Linked DNA regions of Rattus norvegicus: region 1 is linked to region 2. Evidence: chromatin contacts called from public Hi-C data. All regions are on one chromosome and are shown on one strand. The core of a region is the stretch at or near the end of the contact, and the rest is flanking DNA. Distances in the headings are between cores, read along the strand shown.

Region 1 (4,622 bases), core at 153-2,652, 50 kb after region 2:
CTCGAGATTCTCCAACAGAGGCAGTCTCCAGAGCATGGGGACAATGGTGTGTCGGGCAGGGTCTGTTTTAGAAGGGTTCCTACAGACCCTTAGTTCAACCCACGACTCTTAAGAAAACCTCAGGGAAGAGGCGAGGACTTGTCCGTTTCACCTCAAAACCCGTGCCAAGGGGTGAAGCATACTTGGGGGTGAGAGATGGGAGTTTTTGTAGACTCTTTCTTGTTTGTTTGGGGGTTTTTTTCCCCTTTAAAAATCTACAGGTTTAGTCCAACCCTTCACAGGGCACCGAGGCGAAACGTCTCTTGCCACCCAGCAGTAGGTGGCCTCCAAGCGCCGCACCCGTTGGAACAATAACCTACCCAAAGGAGGTTCAGCAGGGATGGCTGCGCCCCGATCCCTGGCGGGGCACACGTGCGTTTGTTGTGGTGCCTGCACTCCTTCTCCCTCCACCAGACTTAGTTTCCTGATCTGTAACCCCGGTGAGCAAGATCTAAGGGGACCCACACTCTGCAAGGCAACGCCTTACACAATACAGACGCGGTGGTGTAGGTTCCTGCGGCCCCGCACACGTGGGTTTGTTATGGGTGCGCAGGCTGCCTTGCCAGGGGAGGCCAAGGCGGTCCCTCCCCTGGACGGGCGACAGACATCCCCAGCCCTGGGCGGCGACTCCCACCGGCGCAACACGGAATACCTCCCTGCGCAACCCTGCACTCTTCCTCCCGGCCCGTGGCCCGCCTCGCCCCGACTCACTTGCGGCGCTCTCAGCCGGGAAGGCGGCGGCGGCCCCGGAGCCCACCGAGCGCTCGCGCGGCGCGCAGCCCGATTCTCTTTGTTAGGGTCGGGCAGTGCCAGGGCGGCTCCCCAGCCCAGCCTGGTGCTCAACTCCGCTCCCCCAGGTGCCTCCGGACCTCACCCGGCCGAGGGAGAAGAGCCCGGGACTCAAGCTCCGAGTGAGTCCCCTTGAGAAGGGATCTTCTGGGGAGCAGAGAGGGACCGGCAGATGTGGGTGCAGAGGTCCGGGAAGGAGGAAAGAAAAGCACTGCAGACCGGCGGGAGGAAGCGAGGTCTCCGTTATGCAAATAGAGTCGTTAAAACTAGAAGAGGGCTTTATCATACCGGTCCCAAACCATCCTGGCCCTCTGGAGGTCGCTAGCGAGCAGGCTCAAGGTTAAAGGTGCCTGCTTAGGGCTCCGGTTCATGCAGGGAATCTTGCGGTCCGTCCACAAAGAGCAAGCCTGGGGGCGGAGCAATGCGGCAGGCAAGGAAGCCCAAATGCTGCCTCCACCCCCAACCCCTGCGTGTCCCGATGGATTGAATTCAGTGTTATCTGGTAAAATCGCTCTTACCAGGGTGCTTGTCCTGGCTCTACACGGGGTGACCCTGATCAGGCAAGTCATATTGAACCCCTGTGAAAACTCAATTTTTTTAAATGTAGGACATACACATCTTAGACTGTAATATTTAGAGTTTAATAAAAAAATACCCCAACATCAAGTGTGACCTGTACACAGCATTGTCAAACTTTTTTTTTAAAATGCTCTCAAGCCCTGCAACCTGGAACTTTCTCAGCAGATATGCAGGCAGACAGACCCTGGCTACAATGGTAAAGACACCTTCCTTCCAAATGGGCTTAGGATAAGGCTACTGGAGAGGCCAGGAGGAAACATCTTGTTGAAGAAGCAGCCTTGCAGCCTGACCACATCTGACTACCCACAGGCCACTTCCGAAAGACTGAAAACTTCCCAGTTCTCTATAAGAGAACTGGAAGCAGGCATCTAGCCACCCCTTCAGTCCTTCATATCCCAGACAAGAGATTCCACTACCCGAGGCAGTAATCACATCCCAAATACCTGCCCTTTCCACCTCTGTGTTGCGGAAAGACTCAAATAGAGCTCCAAGAAAGCAGAAACTTGCTGGTCTGGGTTTTCTGTGTAGCAAAAAAGAGAACCAGAGCGTTCTCTTCAAGTCCAGGGAATGCTTCCCACCAACAACCAGGGGAAGAAAAAGTTGCATCCTCCTCCCAGGCACCCTTCTTTCAGATCGCCTTTCCACAATCCTTTGATTCAGACCTCCTCTGCTGCTCGCCTCCCCCCCAGCTGCTCTGGAGGCAGAGACCCGAATCAGAAAGTGCCAGACAGAGAATTCAGTTCTGTGGCCAAGAAGCTATTTGTTCTTGGGTGAGTTCCACAGTCTTTTTGGGCCATTCTTTCTTCTGCAACATGGAGAACTAGGGGAGAACACTAATGATCGTGTTTACACGAAATGATTTGTGTGGGCAAGTAACGCGGAGTCCAGCCTACTGGGCATGCTCAAGATAGTGCACTCTGCTGTGAGCAAATGGAAGCAACCCCGGGTGACTGTTTCTGAAAGGGTGCTAACTGAAGGTCGAAGATCTTTTCTACTACATCAACGATTTTTATAGACAGCATACAGCCCATCCTTGTGACTGATGCAGATTCTTCTGTCGCTGTTCTTGAAGATCGAAGCAGGAGCAAGGAGTTTAAGTAAGAATCTCAGGCTGGCTTGGAAGCTGACGCAATGGAGATGGCTTACGCACCTGAACTGTGTTGCCACACAGGGAATGAAACCATCTAAGGATCTAAACAAGAACCACCAAAGGCTCAGCACTCGCTACAGTGTTGCTTATGCTACAATGAGGTGTTAAGCCCACTTGTAGATAGGAAATTAAGTCACCCAGGCCCGTGAGAAGTATCAGATCCCTCATATTCATTGAGAGCCTCAATCCTTTCTTTCAACCTCCCTCTTGTTTTCACTCAATTTAGGAGGTAAGAACCAAATAATAGGAAAAGAGACTTTTAAAACAGGGTACAGCCCCTAGTCTTGAGTTCTGTTTTCTAAACTTCGAACCAGTCAATGGCGGAAAACAGGGAAAGGGCTCACTCTGGGTTTCGAACTTGCCACATTTATTTATTTTTTTTTTTTTTGGTTCTTTTTTTTCAGAGCTGGGGACCGAACCCAGGGCCTTGTGCTTCCTAGGTAAGCGCTCTACCACTGAGCTAAATCCCCAGCCCCTTCGAACTTGCCACATTTATAATACCCGCACACCACGGCAAACCTAAGAAGAAGCCCTGGGGTATCTGGGACAGATGAACAGACATGTAGGGATATTCCCAGAAAATTGCAGGGGACATCACTGTCTGGTGGCTTTCCACAGGGGCTCTTTCATCAGTAGGGCCTTCTAATCTACAATGGAAGAAAACGTTGAACTATAACTCAGGACTATAGATCGGCAGGCTACAGGAATGTAGTTTATCATGCTGGTTGGGGACTAGAGAGCTGCTGGCTACAGGAATGTAGTTCACCATGCTGGTTGCTTTCCTTAGAAGTCCACATTCCATAACCTCTGCTCCCACCATCTGAGTGGACCCTCCATTCCTATGCTGAAATCTCAACCCACACTTGAGTGATAGCATTTGGAAATGAGGTCTTAGTGAGGCAGATAGTCCTGAGTGCAGAGCCATCTTGAATGAGACCACTTACCAAGGAGACACTGGCATGTCCTTCTACCAGGTTAAGACAAAGCTAAAAGGCACCAGCTACAGATAAGGTGACTGTCCTCACCAGTTGTCAATGCTGTTGTCACCTAGACCTTGGACCTTAAAAGACTTCAGAATGGTGATTCAAGTGATTTAAACCACCTAATCTGTGTTGGTTTTGTTGCTGCAATCTTTTTTTTTTTCCTCTTCTTTTTTTCGGAGCTGGGGACCGAACCCAGGGCCTTGCGCTTGCTAGGCAAGCGCTCTACCACTGAGCTAAATCCCCAACCCCTTGTTGCTGCAATCTTAATAGACTAAGACAGTCCCTCCGTGTCTTAGATCTTGCCCTTCCCAGTAATCACTTCAGGTCATTTACTGGTGAGTATAAATGAGTTCTTGCCTCGTAATTGCTACAACAAGCCACTTGCACACAGTATTTCTGAGGCATTCTTGAGAAGTACCTTGGCAACAAAGGATATGGCAAATTAGAAGTTTCCTCCCAAATCATTTTTCCCAGCCCCACTACAGATGCTCACAAAGACCTAGAAGTGGTTCTCACTTATAAAAGCGGTCTTCTCTGAGTACCCAAGTACGTTGTTTGATATGAGGCTAGCCTCTGGGACCCAACCAACTGTGGTCTACCTGGGCTGCCCACGTTGCTCCTCAGTGTGGCCAAGCTTCAGGGTGGAGCTCATATACACAGAGAATTACAAGGAGCCCAAGCAAGAAAACGGAATAAAATAGCAGTGTCTCTAAGCACCCAAGAGGGCTTCTGCCACTTGTTGAGTGGCATAAAGGGGCCAATGGACTATCAGGGACTAAGGGGTAGACGACAAGGTCCCTTGTGAGGAGGTCAGTGGCCACAGACAGGGAAGGAGCCAGCTATGTAGCCCATAGTACAGCAAGCAGTATCCTACCAACTCCGAAACAGAAGGAAGTTTAGTTCGGCGTAACCAGGACAGTCAGGCTAGACATACTAAATGGGTACGTGGGCTACACTTCGCCCATTCGTTCTAAAGTCCACTCTAGGTCCTTAGAGAGAAAGAGAAAAAACATCCTGTATCTCCATTATTAAATCACGTGTTCTGTCCAAATCTCTTATTGTATGACACCGCCACATAGTCA
Region 2 (4,903 bases), core at 1,927-4,426:
CTGCACCAGGCCTGCCTGATGTGGCCATGTTCCCACCATGATGATAATGGACTGAACCTCTGAACCTGTAAGACAGCCCCAATTAAATGTTGTCCTTGTAAGAGTTTCCTTGGTCACAGAGTCTGTTCACAGCAGTCAAACCCTAACTAAGACAACATGGGAAACGATTGCAGTGGTTTGAAAGAGAAGACATCCCTGGTAAACCTCACCTCAGTTTCAGCAATGCTTAACAGGGAACTCTCCCCAGCTAGAAATGAGGTCTGATATCAACCAATCATCAGCCCAAACATCAGCACCACTGATTACATCATAGCATGATGTACTGGTGCTGTGTGCTAAGTGGTCTGTCTCTACTCATCTTAAAGAACCTGCGAGGTAGAATCCATGCAAGGTAGCAAAGTCTATGAGTTATGCTCTCTAAGACCACGCAACTAATCCAGAGCCGAGACTTGAACCCATGCCTACGTCACACTGAAGAAAGGTCACCCCTACAAAGAAGTTTGATAACAAAGGTTTCCTGTGATTAAGTGTGGGTAGTACCCGGACCTGGCTGTAACAGCGCTGATGGTCAACCAGAAAATTCTGAGCATCCCTGAGGCCCCCTAGGAGAAGACACTCGAATGCAAATGCCCAGTAGTTAGCTGGTTTCTTCCAAATAGTCAGTACCTGGTGAGCACACTGAGATACTCCAATCAGTAAATTCTCTACGCTGAAATCATGCTGGATCATGCTGACAGCAAGTCAAACGCATGCAGATTCTGCTCAGTAATTCTGCATCCGAAGTTCACACCTTCTGCGCTATGTCATGCCCCCCCCCCGCCCTTGCCTGCCAGCAGTCTCGCCTAGATTGCACATTGAAACTGAGACCATGGACACTCAGACTGGTCATTACGGTTGTGGTTAGAAAAGACTGTAGGAGACAGTCAGGCCACCCTTCAAGCAGCACACACAGGTCCACTCAGTCGCAAAAAAGAAAAAGAAAAAAGGCAGCCCACTCCAGCTTGATGCCTGTAACAATGTCACTCTCACCTCCCAGAGAGCAATGTCCAGTCGTGGAACACATTTTACTGGCACTGGTCTGAATACCTCCCTGCAGCCTTTCAACTCTCCCTGTTGGTTCTAATCCTACTCTCTAGATTAATACAAATGTTTGTTCTTTCCACATATAATCTTTTAAGACAATGATAACACCCAGAGTCTTTCCTCTTTCAAGTTAAATATCCTCAATCTTTGAGTTGTTCCTTACATAACATCGCCTCTGAACTCCTTGATCTTCTCTGGGCCAATTCCCGTTTGTCTACACCTGTCTTTAAAGACCCTAACAGTTTCCAGATGTGAAATATGGGCAGAACAATTGTACCTTTACTGTCAACTGTTAAGGTTCTGGGTAGTTTTTACTGGGCTCATTTGAATAATAACTCTCAGTTCACTGTCTCAAACTTTCTGATTTTTTTCTTCCAAGTCTTGCTCTTCAACAAAATGGCTCCCTTTGTCTTTCTTTGCCATTGCTATCTGGAGTTTGTGGTGGTTTGAAGCCTCCCATAATCTCAGGCACTTGAACGCTTGATCCCCAGCCGGTGACAATGTTTAGAGAGGCTTAGAAGTGTGGCCTTGTGGGAGGAAGTAAGTTGCTGGAGGTGGTTTTGAGAGTTTAAAGACTCTGTGTCATTGACTTGTGCTCCCTCTGCCATTTGCCAGCTTTGGAACTGTAAGTCCACATAAACCCTTCCTTCTGTAAGATTCCTTGGTCTCTGTTTTATAACAGCCACCGAACAAGCAACTACTATGGAGCCTATAGGCAGATCCTCGAGTCCACCTCAAGCTATCCTTTCTTCACCTAGTTCTTCCCATCTGCGGATACAGAGAACACAGACCACGGCGTACACAGCATATGTGAAGTCCTCCTGGCTTTTTGTCACCCAGAATGTGACCAAGACCCTCCTTACATCATTCATCTAAGTCACTGAAGTTGAGGAAAGGTGGTTTCTTTATGTGCAACCTTTCACGGTCACCAACACTCCCCACCCACTACGTTTAAGGAAATAAAAATCATCTCCCAATCCACATTTTCAATCTTGTCTGTAAAAACGTGCCATGAGCTACCCCACAGGGATCATGTGCCTAACAGAGGAACTTTAAGCGCAAAGAATGGTCCCATGCAACTGTAACTGTAGCACTCGGGTTGCTGAGGCGGAAGATCCTGGGTTCCTACCCAGTCTGGGCTACATACTGAACTCATGGTTAGTTCAGTGGGAGAGTGCTTGCCTGCCATGTCAACCTACAATCCCTAACACTGAGAAAAATCCCAGGTCATCACCATCATCATCAAGCTTCCCTAGGTTTCTGTATTGTAAAACATAGTTTGGGGATGCTGGCATTATCTGTGAAGAACAGACTGCAGGGCTTCATAGAATTTCCCTGGGCTAACACATGAAGAGGGGCTAAAACAGGCGTTCAGACGGCCACAGCTTCCACTGAGAAATGTACTGCCCTCTTTTATATTTATAGATAGATAGATGGATAGATAGATGGATGGATGGATGGATGGACGGACGGACGGACGGACAGACAGACAGACAGACAGACAGACAGACAGGGTCTTCCTCCGTACTTTCCCTAAACTCACTCTATGAGGCTGGCCTCAAACTCATAAAGATCTGCCTGTTTCTACCCCCCAAGTGCTGGAATTAAAGGTATGTGCCACTACCTAACCTCTAAAAAGATATTAAAACCAGAGACAAGCTGTGGCACTTCCCAACGTTCGCCTCTGTCTCATATCTAGGTATTTGGAGAGTCAGTGGGTGTATATTTATTCATTATATAAACTCCCTTAAACATCAAAGCTATCATTATTGAAAACTACCACATGCTGTGCATTAGACTTAGGCCATCTAAACAATTTGTTTGATATTGTCGGTTTATGAATTTCTCTTTTAAAAATGTATTTTCCTCTCTCCCTGCCCATTCTCCATAAGACCCGGAGTACTTCCAATATACTTCAGCAAAAATAAATGAATAAGTAATAAAAGCCCAGACATTTTCTCCAGGGCCTGATAATCCCTTCTATTAATAAGTAAATTCCTCCTGAGTCTCCTAAGAATGAGACATTGTTCTGGCTGATAGGGAACCAGCTGGTGTTAAACACTTACGTCTCTGTCTCCTAGACTTACTCTTCATGTTTCTCTCCCCACGGTATGTCCTGCACTCTCCCTACTGTTAGCCATGTGACCTTGAGTAGGCTGCTTGAGATACTGACACAAGACAGGGATGGCTGTTAAGTTGCACACAGGTCTGAGGACATAGGATGCATGATCATTCTAGAGTCTGGTTTTCTTTTATTTGTCCTTTCTTTCACTTGTTTTCTGTGTCGTCTAATGATCTGTGTCTTTATTTTTTCAAAAACAGTGGGATTAAAATAGAAACAGAGCAGTTCTGCTTTCTCCGAGGACATTTGCCAAGACTGTGTCATTTGCTACCACTGGGGAACCAGATCTGCATTCTCAGCATGTCCACTGTTTGGAGGGAGGGGGAGCACTAAGGGTCTAACGTGTTTTGCAAGTCATACTTTCCTTCTAATTCTTTTCTGTCCCTTCCTCCCACTGTTCTCATCAGACCACAAACAAATTACCTTGGATCATCTAAATCTACCTTCCAGAGGGGTGGCTCAACCGGATGCAAGATGTCACTAGTTTGATGGCAGCCTCTGAGCTCAGTCCCAAGATCATTCTGTCCTCCTTGGGAAACTCTTATTTCCTTGGTTTCCCTGAACTGACTGACACATTCTCTCACAGTCATTGTAGGACTCAGATAAGACATCGTTCTCATCATGAAAGCGAGCTGCCTGCACATCTCTCTCAAAATCAAAACCACTGTGCAGAAAAAGAAAAAAGGAAGAAGCTAATAAAACCGCCTACAGATATACAAGGCAAGAAAGCACCACAGAGCCAGCAGTCGCCCCCCTCACCCCCACTTAGTTTTGTCGTGCGGATACAGTGGCCCACCTCTAAGTTCTACAGAAGTTAGTGAACTCAACACGTTCTCTTGCTGACTTGGTGTGGGAAGAGCACTGTGCTGGGGCCGTGAACCGAGGAGCGACTATTCCACATGGGACATATTTGCAGATACGACTGTTACCTAAGTCAGTCTGCAAGTGATGTGTTTACATGTACTCGCCTCCCTCAACGACTTCCTCACAGCTAAAGAAAGAGATTCCTTTTCTATGTCAGGGTGTTCCGAATTGTTCACACTTCCCCATCTCCCAGAAATAATTGACATTAACTCACACCATTCCACTGAAACTGCTTTCTTAATAGCAAAAATCTAGAGACACCCCCTCCCCTCCTCCAAGTATAACTTCAGTCCTTCTTTTTGTGCATCCTTCCCTGCCCACCGCTGCATTCACGGTGATCAGCAACTTGTTGGCCCAGAAATGTTCACTTCTCTCTACTTCTTGTATAACGATTCCTATATCCACATAGCCAGACTCCAGACACTGCCCATAGGCAGTCCTCTAGAAATGTCCAAATTGGAAACCTGTACATTCACTCAGTTTTAAAAACACACTTGCTTACACATGCACACACACACACACACACACACACACACAAATGTGCACTTTACACACGCATGTGCACAACACACACACACACACACTTTATACAACACTCTAGCCTAGCAGCAGGAAACACAAAACACGTAACAGTCAGAGGTGCTTCATGGAGAAGAGATATCAGATGCTGGGAGAGCCCTAGAGTGCCTGAGGCAAAGCACCTGAAACGAAGGAAGGGCCAGTGTAAAGCCCTGAGCAAGGTGTCTCTGGTAGGCAGGATTTAAAGTGCTGGACAGCACAAAGGAAGGAGAAGGATGGAGGCACCAGCTCAATGGGTTGGACAAGAAGCAGAAA

Evidence for each region. Hi-C and Micro-C count contacts between places; a contact is called where the count stands out from the background.
Region 1: a Hi-C map of the A7r5 cell line shows a contact between it and region 2, with 2.3 times the contacts expected there. The contact joins the promoter of St6gal1l here to the enhancer-like site in region 2. A contact is called at or near these places in 7 of 12 Hi-C or Micro-C datasets (the A7r5 cell line, Schwann cells, frontal cortex and 3 more) and 1 of 1 datasets of contacts at active chromatin or transcription factors (oligodendrocytes).

Annotation. Positions count from the first base shown.
Region 1 is chr11:91,156,864-91,161,485 of GRCr8, forward strand. St6gal1l (ST6 beta-galactoside alpha-2,6-sialyltransferase 1 like) reads left to right here and starts at 1,403. Exons shown (of 3, transcript XR_010056331.1): 1 at 1,403-2,786; 2 at 2,962-2,997. It also overlaps a transcript of St6gal1 not described here.
Region 2 is chr11:91,105,530-91,110,432 of GRCr8, forward strand. It overlaps a transcript of St6gal1 not described here. Among named protein-coding and RNA genes, the nearest start is that of St6gal1, 34 kb to the left of the region's middle. Within about 2 kb of position 3,177, at least 28 of the 93 cell types and tissues checked have an H3K27ac peak or open chromatin away from gene starts, as enhancers often do. A contact at or near this core is called in the A7r5 cell line and Schwann cells, where this site is marked.